Linked DNA regions of Mus musculus: region 1 is linked to region 2. A link is a contact called in public Hi-C data. All regions are on one chromosome and are shown on one strand. The core of a region is the stretch at or near the end of the contact, and the rest is flanking DNA. Distances in the headings are between cores, read along the strand shown.

What was found. A called contact is a pair of places that touch in the nucleus more often than the background predicts.
Region 1: a Hi-C map of rod photoreceptor shows a contact between it and region 2, with 1.9 times the contacts expected there. The contact joins the enhancer-like site here to the promoter of Dnm2 in region 2. A contact is called at or near these places in 13 of 39 promoter capture datasets (3T3-L1-derived adipocytes, the C10 cell line, the HPC-7 cell line and 7 more), 50 of 484 Hi-C or Micro-C datasets (3T3-L1-derived adipocytes, the 63-12 cell line, the AML12 cell line and 34 more), 29 of 115 datasets of contacts at active chromatin or transcription factors (the 230-238 cell line, CD8 T cells, the HPC-7 cell line and 18 more) and 5 of 9 other capture datasets (adipose tissue, embryonic stem cells, liver and 2 more).

What each region holds. Positions count from the first base shown.
Region 1 is chr9:21,476,448-21,483,450 of GRCm38.p6, forward strand. Dnm2 (dynamin 2) reads left to right here. Exons shown (of 21, transcript NM_001253893.1): 8 at 26-161; 9 at 1,834-1,901; 10 at 2,452-2,590; 11 at 4,886-4,972. Among named protein-coding and RNA genes, the nearest start is that of Gm46104, 14 kb to the left of the region's middle. Within about 2 kb of position 4,909, at least 8 of the 459 cell types and tissues checked have an H3K27ac peak or open chromatin away from gene starts, as enhancers often do. A contact at or near this core is called in rod photoreceptor, where this site is marked.
Region 2 is chr9:21,422,645-21,429,411 of GRCm38.p6, forward strand. It overlaps Dnm2 (dynamin 2), which reads left to right and starts at 2,264. Exons shown (of 21, transcript NM_001253893.1): 1 at 2,264-2,612. The coding sequence starts at 2,452.

The DNA.
Region 1 (7,003 bases), core at 3,659-6,158, 56 kb after region 2:
ACCTTTTGCCTTTTCTTTCGTGAAGGATGGTTCAGCAGTTTGGAGTGGACTTTGAGAAGCGAATTGAAGGCTCGGGAGATCAAGTAGACACACTAGAGTTGTCTGGTGGAGCCCGCATCAATCGTATCTTTCATGAGCGCTTTCCCTTTGAACTGGTAAAGGTAGGTGTTCAGCCTGGAGTTAAGTCAGACACTCTCATGCTTGGTCTTTGTCTTGGCCTTAAAAATTCTTACAAACCATGATGTTACAAGCTCCTGCATCATGTCAGAGGCTGCTGTCAGCAAACTTGGTCTGAAGGACATGTCCCCATCTTCCCAGATCTCATAATTTAGAAGCTCTGAGCTGAACAGGAGGAAAGTCCATGTTTCTTCCACTGGTGGAGGGAAGAAAGATACATGGGGGCCAACGAGATAGCCCAGCAGGTACCCTCTGCTCTGCCCGACTGCCTGAGTGTGATCTGCAGGCAGAAGCACAGAACCAACTGCAGGTTGTCCTCTGACCTCCACACACACAGGCACTGACAACACACACAAATGTGCACAGAGGGCTGAAGAGATGGCTCAGTGGTTAAGAGCAACTGCTGCTCTTCCGAAAGTCCTGAGTTCGAATCCCAGCAACCACATGGTGGCTCACGACCATCTGTAATGAGATCTGACGCCCTCTTCTGATGCATCTGAAGACCGCTACAGTGTACTTAAATAAATCTTTAAAAAAAAAAAAAAAAAAAGTGCACAATGCTAGGCTTACACCAGTAACTGCAGAGTTGTGTGAGTTGAGGCAGGAGGAGACTGAGTTTGAAGATAACATGGCCTGCAAAAGACCCTGTCTCAAAAACTGAAACAAAAACAAAACAGAAAAGTAAAGCAAACTGTCTTTGTGTCCTTTTCCTTTGAGGCCGTAGCTCTCACCTCATAGGTGTGTGTATGCTAGTGTGGAGATCAGAGAACAGCCTGCAGTGTCCCCTAATTGGTTTCTCTGTGTTAGCCCTGGTTGTCCTGGAACTCACTCTGTAGACCAGGCTGGCCTCAAACCTAGAGACTGCTTGCCTGTGCCTCCTGAGTGCTGAGAGTAAAGGTGTGCACTGCCTCTGCCACCTAGCCACTACGCACTTATTTTTAAATCAAGGTCTCATTGTAACTCATATTTGGCTGTGTAGTCATGCTTGATCTTGACCCTCTACCCCTTATGGTAGGATTACAGGCTAGTGAATGTCAGCACATCCAGTTTGCCTGTGTTGTAGATAGGGCCCAGAGCTCCACACATATGTGGCAAGCATCCGGCGAGCATGAGAACCGCAGCCTGGCTTAGCCTTATTTTCTTAGACAGGATGTCTCACCTACCTGGAACGGTACCAGTAGGTTAGGTCTGCTGGCTGGAAAGTTTAGTGTTTTACTTATGTTTATGAACATTTTGCCTAGTGTATGCTGTGTGTACCATGTACATGCCCAATTGCCTACAATGACCACAAGAAGGCGCCAGATCCCAGGGAATGGAGTTATTGATTTAGTGAGCCATTATGTGAGTGCTGGGAACTGAACCTGGGTCCTTTGCAAAAGCAGCCGGTGCTCTTAACTGCTAAGCCATCTCTGCAGTCCAGTATGCCCAGATACAGCCATCTCTGCAGACCAGTACACCCAGATGCACTCAGGTCTGCAGGCTTAGTGGCAGGTACGCTAACCTACTGAGCCATCTCTGTGACCTTCAGTTGTTTGTAAGTTTGAGCTTGCTACATCATCTTTGTGAGATACACTGGTGAATAGAAACAGAGCTAGCCACTGTTCCTGCTGTGAGGTGCCCTGGACGTGGCTCCATGTGTGGTTGGTTTCTTCTCAGATGGAGTTTGATGAGAAAGATCTACGAAGAGAGATCAGCTATGCTATTAAGAACATCCACGGAGTCAGGCAAGTTCCATGGGGAATTCCCATGTTCTCTTCCTGTCCATTCATGTGGGCCCCCCAACCTTCTGAGTCCCTGGCTAGTGAGGCCTTTAGAAGGTTCATGGATAGTTTCCAGAACTGTATAAACATCTTAGTCTTCAAGGACAGAGAAAGTGCGTGTGTTTTGGCTGTGACTGTCCTAGGTCTCTTGATTACTTGTGTCCCCTAGGATACATGACCTTGTTCTGTGAGATCTATAGTGACCAGAGGTTGGGTGGAACCAGACTTGAATCATGCCCACAGGCCCCATGTCATCATGGGTCACTTGTGGGCCTCCTGGTGTCCCCTCCTTAATTGCAATCAATGAAGTATACCCTGTTCTCTAGCGTCCCAAGATCCTTGGGTTACCCTGAGGGCTCCCCAGTTGGGGACTCTCTGGTATCCTACCCCCAGCTTTAATGGGATAGTTTTCCTTGTCAGGGACCTAGCCATGCTTAGAAAGTTGCTGACCACACCCTTTGTTTCTCTCTGACTTATCTCTCCCTGCTTCCCCACTGGGTCTGGACGTTTTTAGAACTGGGCTCTTCACGCCGGATTTGGCGTTCGAGGCCATTGTGAAAAAGCAGGTGGTCAAGCTGAAAGAGCCCTGTCTGAAATGCGTGGACCTGGTTATCCAGGAGCTAATCAGTACAGTTAGGCAGTGCACCAGCAAGGTACCACACCTGCGGACGCGGGGCCGCAGGCTTGGTATCAGGCCCCAGGTTACCTCACTTCCAAGAATCCTACAGGGATGGGACTGTGTCAGTCTGGACCCACTCAGGAGGGGGTGGGGGAATGCTGGGCTTCTTAGAACCAGCTAGACTGGTGACAGGTCTCCTGGGATCCTGATACCAAGCCCAGCATGCGTATGGTGGAATGGGGATGTCATCTGGCTGTGTTGCTTTGCTGCTTGCGAGGGAAGCAGATCGGGTATTCCTCTTCAGCTGTTGGAGGCCAAGGCTCCCGAAGCTTCACTGTTATCCCCCTTGAAAAATGACAAATGCCTGCTTCTTTGGAGTGGGTCACTTCTCTGTTCCCATGGCACTGGGAAGAACATAAACACTGGTGGCATACTGAGAGCTCAGTGCCCAGCTTCACAGAGCTACTTGGGTTCCACAGTGGCTCTGCCAGCCTTCACTGTGCCCTGTGCTGCCCTTGTTCCATCCCCACCCCTCCCAGGTAACTCCACACTCAGTCCTCATGGTCTTCAATGAGGACTCATGCCCACTCTTCATGGGCAACTGCCTCCATTTGGCCCAAACCACCAGGCTCCTCTGGGAGGACTGTATCCTGGGACAGCACGCTCCTGCCAAGCAGCGGGAGTGCTTGAGGGGAAGGAGAGGGCGTCTGCTAGTGCAACCTCGACATTGTCAGCTCTGAAAGGGCAGAGAGCACCTGCTTCAGCTGCCTGTCCTACTGGAGCAAAGTCCCCATTTGCTTCCTCAGCTTCTCCAGTGGGAAACAGAGCAAAATAAGCCAGCCAAGCAAGGGCTGGGGTTAGCGTTAGGGTGAGTTTGTAGAGTGCTTGGCTGGCTGCACAAAGCTTGGGGTTCCATCCTTAGCATCCCATAGACCAGATGTGGTGGCTCATACCTGTGATCCCAGAACTGGATCCAGGAGTTGGAAGTAGGAAGTTAGAAGTTCAAGGTCATCCTCAGTATATATACTAAGTTGGAGGCTAGCCTGTGCTACAAGGCCATTTCAAAAACTGAAGCCCAGAGGGGCTGCTGATTGACACCCTCTGGTCCCTTATCACAGACGTGATGATTTAAGATTCCTCACATGCCTTTGGCCCTATGCTGAGTGTCCTGTAGCACTTAGCCTTGAGCTGTAGGCCAGCCTATGCTCCCCCAGGCCTTGCTTATCCCAAGCTGCTTCCAGGACAGATGTGGGTGCAGGCTTTTCTGCGTATGCACTAACCAGCTCATTCTCCTTTCTTCTCTTTCTCTCTTTATCTCCCGTCCTATGTGTGCATTTGTGCGTGTGGCCTGCACTACCCCTGGGTGTCTCTCAACCTCGTCCCGCCCTCCTCCGCATGACCAGGACGGGGCTCTTCACCCCCGACATGGCCTTTGAAGCCATCGTGAAAAAACAGCTTGTAAAACTCAAAGAGCCGAGTTTGAAGTGTGTTGACCTGGTGGTGTCGGAGCTAGCCACGGTCATTAAAAAGTGTGCTGAGAAGGTAACAGGTCTTGCTCCTCCTGTCCCTCATCAATTCCCACCTATCATCTCTTCATTGGTGTCAGCCCTGAGCATCGGGACAACCTTGCCTACAGGGGACCCCTGCTGGGCACAGTGCCATCTGGAACTTTGCGTGGCAGGCTGAGTGGGGGAGGTACAGCGCACACGTCCCACCCTCTCAGTTTTGGGGTCCAGTTGGGAAACCTTTGCCATGTCCAAGCACAGTCACATCTGTGAAACCATTCTCACTTCTAGATGTCACCCCTTGCCACCACTGTGTCCTCCTGTGTGTTCCTGCATTGGGGTGCGTTTAGCAGCATCTTTCCTCTCCTGGGGAAAGTGTGGCTCGGGTCACTCACTACCCCAGATAAAAAGAAGGGAGTCTGAGGATTGGCCACATGGCTGCCAAATTCACAGAGATCAGGGAATATTTTCCAGCAAAGGGTTCCCTGAGCTCAGCGACCCCGACGCTGTGCCTTTTATCCTGGAGCAGGGCACTATGCTCATTCGAATGCCCAGTGAGGGCCATCAGTTTGTCCTGCCTGCACCTAGTGCTGGGCGGGAGGGGGCTGCCTGGCACCTCTGGGTAGTAAGTGTCATTCACCCTCTCTGCCACTTTCCACCTCCAATCGCTGGCTTTGCAAGCGGCTCTCAGCATGCACGGCACCCTCTTGCCTTTCCCACTCCACATGCCCCTGACTGGCCTGCCCTTGTCTCCCGGCTCCCCTCCCCTCCCCTGGCCTGGCCATGAAGACCTTGTCAGCTCAGCCCTTGTGCTTGCTCCCCAGCTGAGTTCCTACCCCCGGCTGCGAGAGGAGACCGAGCGAATTGTCACCACCTACATCAGGGAGCGAGAAGGGAGAACCAAGGACCAGGTATTGTACCAGTTCTCTGTTTCCTCTTTGTTCATGTCTAGCAAATTTTGAGAATTTAGTTTTGTGAAGTGATAATATTTTTCTTTAACTCAACCTGGCTTCCAAATAAATTAGTCAGAGACTCTAAGATGTACTTAATCAAGCTATATGACACAATAGCTAAGTAGTTATTAATCTGTTCTAATCCTTGAAGCTAATCTGGCGACCTCCCAGCCATAGTCTCCAAGGTACTTGTATCTTGTGTCTGGCTCTCTGCTCCAATATGTTCCTATATGTTCCAATATGTTCCTATGGTGAGCATCACAGAGATTCCTCTCTTTCTTTACCCTCCCCTGGCTGAGGTCAGAAGTCCAGCCATACACTCTCCAGTGCTCAGCCATTGGCAGATCAGCTTTTATTGAGAAAACAGAGAATAAACCAACAACTGTATACACAACATTGAGACAAGAGATACTTAGAATAGACAACAGTACCATGTCCAGATTGCCACCAGATATGGGGACAGAAATCAGCATTTGAATAAGATAAGGATATTTATTTATTTATTTATTTATTTATTTATTTTTGTTTGGTTGTTTGGTTTTTCGAGACAGGGTTTCTCTGTATAGCCCTGGTGATCCTGGAACTCAGTGTATAGACCAGGCTTGCCTTGAACTCAGAAATCTACCTGCCTCTGCCTTCCAAGTGCTGGGATTAAAGGCGTGCACCAAACATGCTTACACTGTGAGGTTTTGGTTTTGGTTTTGGTTTTGGTTTTTTTTTTTTTTTAGATATTTTCTTTATTTACATTTCAAATTTCTTAGTTTCTTCTGAAAATCCCCTATCCCCTCCTCCTCCCCCTGATCCCCAACCCATCCATTCCTGCTTCCTGGCCCTGGCATTCCCCTATACTTTTGCATAGAACCTTCACAAGACCAAGGGCCTCTTCTCCCATTGATGGCCCACTAGGCCATCCTATGCTATATATGCAGCTAGAGCCACAAGTTCCACCATGTGTTTTCTTTGATTGGTGGTTTACAGCTGTTTATCTCGCCTGTGTTTTCCATAGCATGCACGTGGAGGCTGGAGGACATCTCTGAGGAGGGTTCTTGCCTTCTCTTTATGCAGAGGTTCTGGGGGTGATGTGGGGGGGTCGAACTTAGTTCACCAGGCTTCCAAGGCAAGTGTCTTTATCTGCGGAGCCATCCTAACAGCTCCAGATCCATTCTGAGGCCTAGGACCATGATGCGGCTAATATAGCACTTGCCTAGCATGCGAAGCCCTAGTTTCCACCTCCAGCACCCTGTCAGGATGTGGTGAGGCACAATTGTCATCCTAACTTGGGAGCAGAGTTAGGAAGATCCGAAACTCGGTGTCATCCCTTGACTACATAACTGAGTTCAAGGCCAGCCTGGGCTACAGGAGACTGTGTCGCCTACCACACCTTCCCAAAAAAAAGAGAGAAAGGAAAAAACGAATTATTACTATCTGTGGCCACCAACCTGTATCCTGGCCTCCCCATAATGCATTGAGAAGTCTTCCACCATGATTGTTCAGGTGGCATTAATGTCTTTGTGCAACTACAGATTAGATTGTTCTATACATGCAACTAAATCTTTGTTCATTTTCTCAAGACCAAGGTGTTCTGTTCTTTGCCGGGCCTTTCCATAGTGCTTCGGGGAGACTGTGATTTCCAACTCTGACCCAGTGTTGAGGGCCATGTGTCACCTATGGTGGCAGTGGTTGACTTTCTCCATTGTTGGGACATTTTCTACTGTGAATCTACTGTATCGTTTTAGAGCTGCCCCTACCTGCTGGAGAAATGCTAGGGCATCTGGAGCCTTGCACTTCCATACCCTGAGCTGTCATTAACCCTTCAGGAGGGGAGCTGGAGCCATGCCTCCTCAGTGGACCTCGATTGTGTTCCCAGCACTCCCATGTTTACTCACAATCATCTATGACTCCAGTTCCAGGAGCTCCCATACTCCTAGTGTTGCAAGCGCTAGGCACGCACAGTGTGATCAGTCATATATGTAGGCCTTGTACATATAG
Region 2 (6,767 bases), core at 1,014-3,513:
GCGTTAGGGAGTGAATCTCCACATTGCACTTGGCAGTTAAAAGGATGTAGGATGTGGTAAAGCTGAAGTAACATGGAAACAGCTGCAATACTGGCTTCTGCCTTACAATGGCTTGGGTGGTGGGTGGATGGGGCACCTGGAGAGATGGTGGCCTAGATCCCCAGGACCCTCATAAAAAGTCAAGCATGGTGGTGAGCGTGTGCAGTTCCGGCTGCTGGCTAACCTTCTCAGCTGAACTGACCAGCTCTTGGCTGAGAAATCCTGTTTCAAAAACTAAGAGAAGTGACAAGGCCTAATGTCAAGCTGTGACCTCCGTATGCACATGCACAGGGCAGCATACCACAGCCACACAAATGAGAAAAAATGGAGGCTGGAGGAGTGGTTTAGAGTGCTGCTGTTGGAGGGGACTATAGTTTGGTTCTCAGCACCCATAATCAGATGACTGACAACTGCTCTTAACTTCCACTTCAAGGAATTCCATGTCCTCTTCTCATCTCATGTGCCTATATCACACCCAACATAAACACATAATTAAAATAAAGGGGCTGGAGTCGTGGTGGTTTAGCAGTTTAGAGCACTTGTTGCTCCTGTAGAGGAGGTGGGTTCAGTTCTGAGCACCCATATAGCAGCTTGTAACTGTACCTCCAGTTCTGAGAGGATCTGATGCCCTCTTTTGGTTTTCTTGGTCCTGCATGACTCTGGTGAACAAAATATTCCTGCAAGACCAAACACCATGCATGCAAAAGAAAAGTTTGGGGTTAGAGAGACAGCTCAGTGGTTAAGAACAGTTGTTGTTCCCAGCACCCACACATTTAAAATCTCATATAAAACCATCCAGAACTCCAGTTCTAGGGAATCTGATCCTTCCTGACTTCTGTGGGCACCGGGCACAGATCTGGTGCGCATAAAAATAAAATAAATCTTTAAAACTTTTTAACTGTTATTTTATGTAAATTAAAAAAATTGTACATGGATTTTTTTTTTTTTTGCCTGCATGTCGGTATGTGCATTATGTCTGTGTCTGTTTCTAGTGGAGGCCAGACGAGGGTGTCAGATTCCTGGAACTGGAATCACTGATGGTTGTGTGAGTTGTCATGCAGGTGCTGGGAACCAAATTTGAGTCGGCTCCCAAGGCAGCAAGTACTGAGCCATTGGTCTAGGAGAAAAAAAAAATTAAAGTAAAAATAAACCTACAGTTGTAGCCATCCGCAAAACACTTGCTTGGCTTAATGGAACTGTAGACTTGACCCTCTGTAACGTACAGAAATAAGCACGAGAGGGTGAGAACGCCTTTATGAGGCAGAAGTGTCGACTCATCTTTCACTGGCACTGGGATTCTTCCAGAGTTGGGATCTGCGATGCTTTCTGCTTTGTTTTGTTTTTTTGTTTTTTTGTTTTAGTTTTTTTGTTTTGTTTTGTTTTGTTTTGTTTTTCGAGACAGTGTTTCTCTGTATAGCCCTGGCTGTCATGGAACTCACTCTGTAGACCAGGCTGGCCTTGAACTCAGAAATCTGCCTGCCTCTGCCTCCCGAGTACTGGGATTAAAGGCACGCGACACCACGCCCGACTGCGATGCTTTCTAAAATATGGGTTTTCACTACAGCCTAAGAATTCAGGTGTAACAGCCACTGAACCTTACCACGGTGTGCTTCCCTGAGCACTGTGGCCTTTTGCTTAAAAAGAATATCACAAAGTGATAGCAAATGCCAGGAAGTTGGAAGAACTTTTATGACACAGTTGTCAGTGAGGATTGGGAAGGTAGTAGCGTGTATCCTAGCAGGAGGGAGGCTGAGACAGGAGGAACATCAAGAGTCTGTAGCCAGCATACAAAACTATAGAAACTATAGAAAAAGATTGCGGCTCTCTTTCCTCTTACTGGTTGGAGTAGAGAAGTGATATTTATATCAGCCAATGAGAAATTTTTACGGAATTAACTAGTGTCAAGTGACAATCCAGTGTTGAAGAATGGATCCCTTACACCCTTGGCAGGTTGACGTTTCTGCGACCAATAAGCCAACCCGAATCAACCTAGTGAGCTGAGGCCTCAGTGTCTTTTCCAGAGACCCCGCCTTCCCGGTCTGACAACCCGGTTTGACTTCTATTGGCTTTCACTTAAGAGTGACAGTTTTATTACCCAGTGAATTTGTGAGATTAGCCCTTCCTCGTGCCTTTTTTATTGGCTCACGTTCTTGAGTGGCAGTGCTTTGAACCAATTGGATATAGCAGTAGGGTTGCGGACTCCGCCCCGGAGGCCGGGAGGGTTGTTCGCTCGGGTCGGGTGTCGCCTGAGAACCGGATGAGGCGGCGACTCTGAGGCCGAGCCGGGAGCGGGCGTCGCGGCGAAGGGGAGACCGGGCGGGCCGGCAGAGCAGAGCAGGAGGAAGCAACGGCCACAGACACATCGGAACCGAGAGTCTTAGTCGGGGGATCCGCGCGGCGGAGGCGGACACCATGGGCAACCGCGGGATGGAAGAGCTCATCCCGCTGGTTAACAAGCTGCAGGACGCCTTCAGCTCCATCGGTCAGAGCTGCCACCTGGACCTGCCGCAGATCGCCGTGGTGGGCGGCCAGAGCGCCGGCAAAAGTTCGGTGCTCGAGAACTTCGTGGGCCGGTGAGCGAGCGCGCCGGCGGCGGTTCTGGGGCTCCGGCCGGGAGGGCGGGCGGCGGCCTAGGGCGCGGAGGGCGGGCGGGGAATGGCGGAACTGCGGCTCGCGGACGCCGCAGCACCGGTGGCAGTGGATAAGGTCTGGGGCAAGAGTCTCCATGGCTTTCCGCAGGGACTGGAGATGCAGATCCAAGTCTGGGACTAGTCGATGATAGTGGGCGGTGTTTGGGGCAAGACGGTCAGTGCCGACCCCTCTTGGTGCTTCTAGTTCCGGCTATGGCTGGGCAACTCTGACATCGCTTTACCTGTAGTCCGGGATAGATCCACTCCTCTTTCCTTCTGCTACCTGGAAATCTTAGTGTGTGTGCTAAGATGTTGAAGATAACACTTGCCACTTAGCCATCCATGGGGAATGACCCCTGGGGTCTGTCTGGCCAGTTATTTTCTGGAGCCTGCTCTCTTGCCTGGTTAGCTGGTTATCTGTTCTAGACAGGCTTCCTACCGGCACCATTTGGTTGTCCCATCTGTCCAAACTCACTCTGAAGTCCACCGTTGTCTGGCTAGCCATCTAAGGTGACCTCTCGTGTGCAAATGCCCATCTGTGCCCCTTATTTACGTGAGTTGGCCTCTGCCATCTGACTGGCTGAACTTTGGGAGCCTCCTGTTATCTGGTTCTCTTGGGCCGACTGGCTCTTTGAATCCATCCATTAGTCTGTTCTCCATTCCCACCCAGGCATCCCTGCCTGTCCATCCTCTCTGAGTGACAGAGGTTGGAGAACTTGGGAAGAAACATTCTTTAGGATTCTTTCTTGGGCTAGGATCCCCTAACCTAGAGCTTCCCAGTTGGAATGCTCTCTAGATAGCTCTGGGAGCCTCAGCTTGTTCCATCTGTCCAGTGGGCAAATTCCACTTGCAGCTGTTTGTAGGATCCAGGAAGTGAGTGAAGGAGGGATGTTGATTTACTCCTGTCCCCTCCCCCTCTGCCTCTCCCCGCAGCAGCACTTCTCCATTCCAGGAAGTGTTCCATGTATGATGCTGCAGTGTGTGCCTACCCAGTGTTAACATTTGCTTTGCTGTGGACATTATCATTGTGTGTGTGTGTGTGTGTGTGTGTGTGTGTCCAAGTGTGTGCCAGAGTGCATTTGTGGAAGTCAGAGGGCATAATCTTTGTGAAGTCCTTCAAAATTTATGTGGGGATTAAACACCGGGCCGCAGACTTATATAGCAAGTCCTAGTATCCATTGAGCTATGTCATTGTCCTTCCATCTTAAATTGTAGAGACATGGTCTCTCACTGACCATGCAGCTCACCGATCTCATTGGGTCTCTCTCTCTCTCTCTCTCTCTCTCTCTCTCTCTCTCACACACACACACACACACACACACACACACACCATGCAGCTAACTGATCTCACTCAGCTATTCTCGCTGGCCAGTGAGCTCCAGGGATCCACCTCTCTCTGTCTCACCCTATCATTGGGTCACACACACACACTCACACACACACCCTCTGTTATTGTTGTTACCAGTCTTTTGTGGAGGCAGAACATCTCTAAATTTGAGGCTAGCTCACTCTACATAGAGTAGAGTTCTAGGGCAGCTAGGGCTACATATTGAGACCCAGTCTCAAAAAAACCTCAAAAGTTGATTCAAGACTGCAGGGACTGGGTACTTGGAAGTGTACATTTAGGTTGAATTAGCTGCACCTGTGATCTTAGGATTTTGGGAGTCTGAGGCAGGAGATTTCTTGAGTTTGAGTTCAACATGGGCTCCATTGTTAGTCCTGTCTCCAAAAAAAAAAAAAAAAGCCATGAGAGGGCTGTGTGGTGACGCTCGGGCATGGAGTACTTGCCTAGCATGAATAAGACCCAGGGGTCAGTTCCCAGCACCAAACTAATAAGAAATATTGTTGATATTTATGTTCTCTTTGATTGCATTCATACTCAAAAACACCTATGGCTTTTAGGTAATGAAATAAAAATTTTATGTATATGTATATACACATATCCCTGTTTGTTTGTTTGTTTGTTCGTTTATTTATCTATTTGTTTTTTGGTTTTTTTGAGACAGTGTTTCTCTGAGTAACAGAGCCTGGCTGTCCTGGAGCCACCTTTATAGGCCAGGCTGGCCTCTAACTGAGAGACTTGCCTCTACCTCTCAAGTGATGAGATTAAAGGCAAGTCCACCAAGCCTAGCTATTGATCAATGTTTTAAAAAGCATCTCAGAATGTAGACAGGCTGGCCTTGAACATACAGGGATGCACCTAGTTCTACCTCCTGAGTGCTGGGATCAAAGGCATACAGCACCGTTCCTGGGTGGGGGTTATTTTGGTTTTTTGTTTTTTAATTTTAAAAAAATTTTTGTTTGTTTATTTTGAAACAGTCTCATACTGTAGTCCAGGCTGACCTGGAACTTACTATAGCATAGGTTGGCCTCCAGAATTGTAGCAGCAGTTGTCCGATTTCATTTTCTAAGTGCTGGGGTCACAAGCACACACCACTATGGCATTAAGTTCATTTTACTCTAGAATGCATAACGTACCTGTGTTGCAGGACTTTGCCAAGAGGCCCACTCAATCCCATTCTTTATTTCCTGCTATGGACTTTATTAAACAGAGTCAGAACTATGAGTCTGTCTGACCCTTGTGCTGTTTCTTTCCTCTGCTGTTCTTGAATATCCATCCAGGGGCATCTGGTTGTCAGCCAGGAGCAAAGGAGAGTGTGCCAAGGGCTTGGGCCAGCCCAGCACCTAGGGACAGCTCAAAATGCTTCCTGTCAGGGCTGCCTTAGATTTTTCTAAGAACATTAGTGTACACTAGGACAGCTCAGTGGGCCCAGCCCCTTGCCGAGACTTGCATGCAGATTGCTAGCCCTGGAGGCCAAGGGCTTGAAATGTAACAGGTTTCACATGAGGTCCAGATTTCTACAGAGCCTGAAACTACCCTGAAGGTTTTAGTAATAATGAGGTAGAGGCCTGAGGCCCCAAGCATGGGTCTACCAAAGCTGTGACTTTAGTCAAGGGCATTGATTGGGCATTCTAGGCCCCAGGTTCCTGAGTGTGTGTCTGTGCACAAGTGTCTGAATATGAGTGTGTGGGGTCAGAGGGCAGCCTTAATCATGGTTCCTCAGGAGCCGTCGTCTTTGTGGGTTTGAGTCACTTGTAGTCTAGGCTGACTGGCCAGCGAGCCCCAGGGATCTCTCTGCCTGGACCATTACAGTGCTGTGATGACAGGCGTGCATAGTGATGCCTGGCGTTTTACCTGAGCGCCAATGATTGAATCTTGGCTGACATTGAAATGGCTATAGAGCTGAGGCTAACCTAGAACTCTGGATCTCCTACCTTTACCTTCTGAGTTCTGGCATTGCAGGAGTGCACCACCATGTTTGGGTTTATGTAGTACTGGGGATGGAACTGAGAACTTTGTGCATGGTAGGTGAGGCAGCCAGACCCCAGGTTTCTCTGCTCTAAGACAGAGCTGTATGTAATCTGGGCAGAGTGGCAGTGGTATAATGTCTGCTCCCCCAGAAGTGAAAAAGTAAGACTGAGACCCTCACCCTGGGGTGAGCTGACTTCACGGGTAACTCACTGGATCTTCTAACCAGGACTGCTTTTACCATTTTAGAAGCGTTAGCATTTGAAACCAGCATCTGAGCCAGCCAGCTTTGTGAGCTAGCTATGGCTCTCAGGAGGGCTTGGTTTCTACCTAATCGTTGCTATTTAATTGAGGGACTGGCAAAGAGGCTAGCTGGGCTTTTTTCCCCTACCCCACCCCCATTTGGACAGGAACCCAGGAAGTTGGGGTTCCAGCCTGGAAAGCGGAGGCTAGACTCCTTCCTGTGAATGTATTGCCTTTCTGAATCGGAATCTCAGAAGGAAGTGGGGTTACAGTTTGTTCCTTGAGTGTTTGACTGCCTTACAGCGTTACCTGGTGCATGTCACTGAGGCCGAGTCCCACTTGTCTATGACTTTCACGAAGGCTGGCAAGATGGCTCAGTAGGGAAAGGGGTTTGCCACCAAGCCTGATGACCTGGGTTGATTTCTGAACTCCAATGGTAGAAGCAGAGAAGCAATTTCTGTGTGATGTATGCACACGGAGACACAAGCCCAAAGAGGATACATAAATGAAATGTTCGGGAAAAAAATTTTTTTAAAGAAAAACAA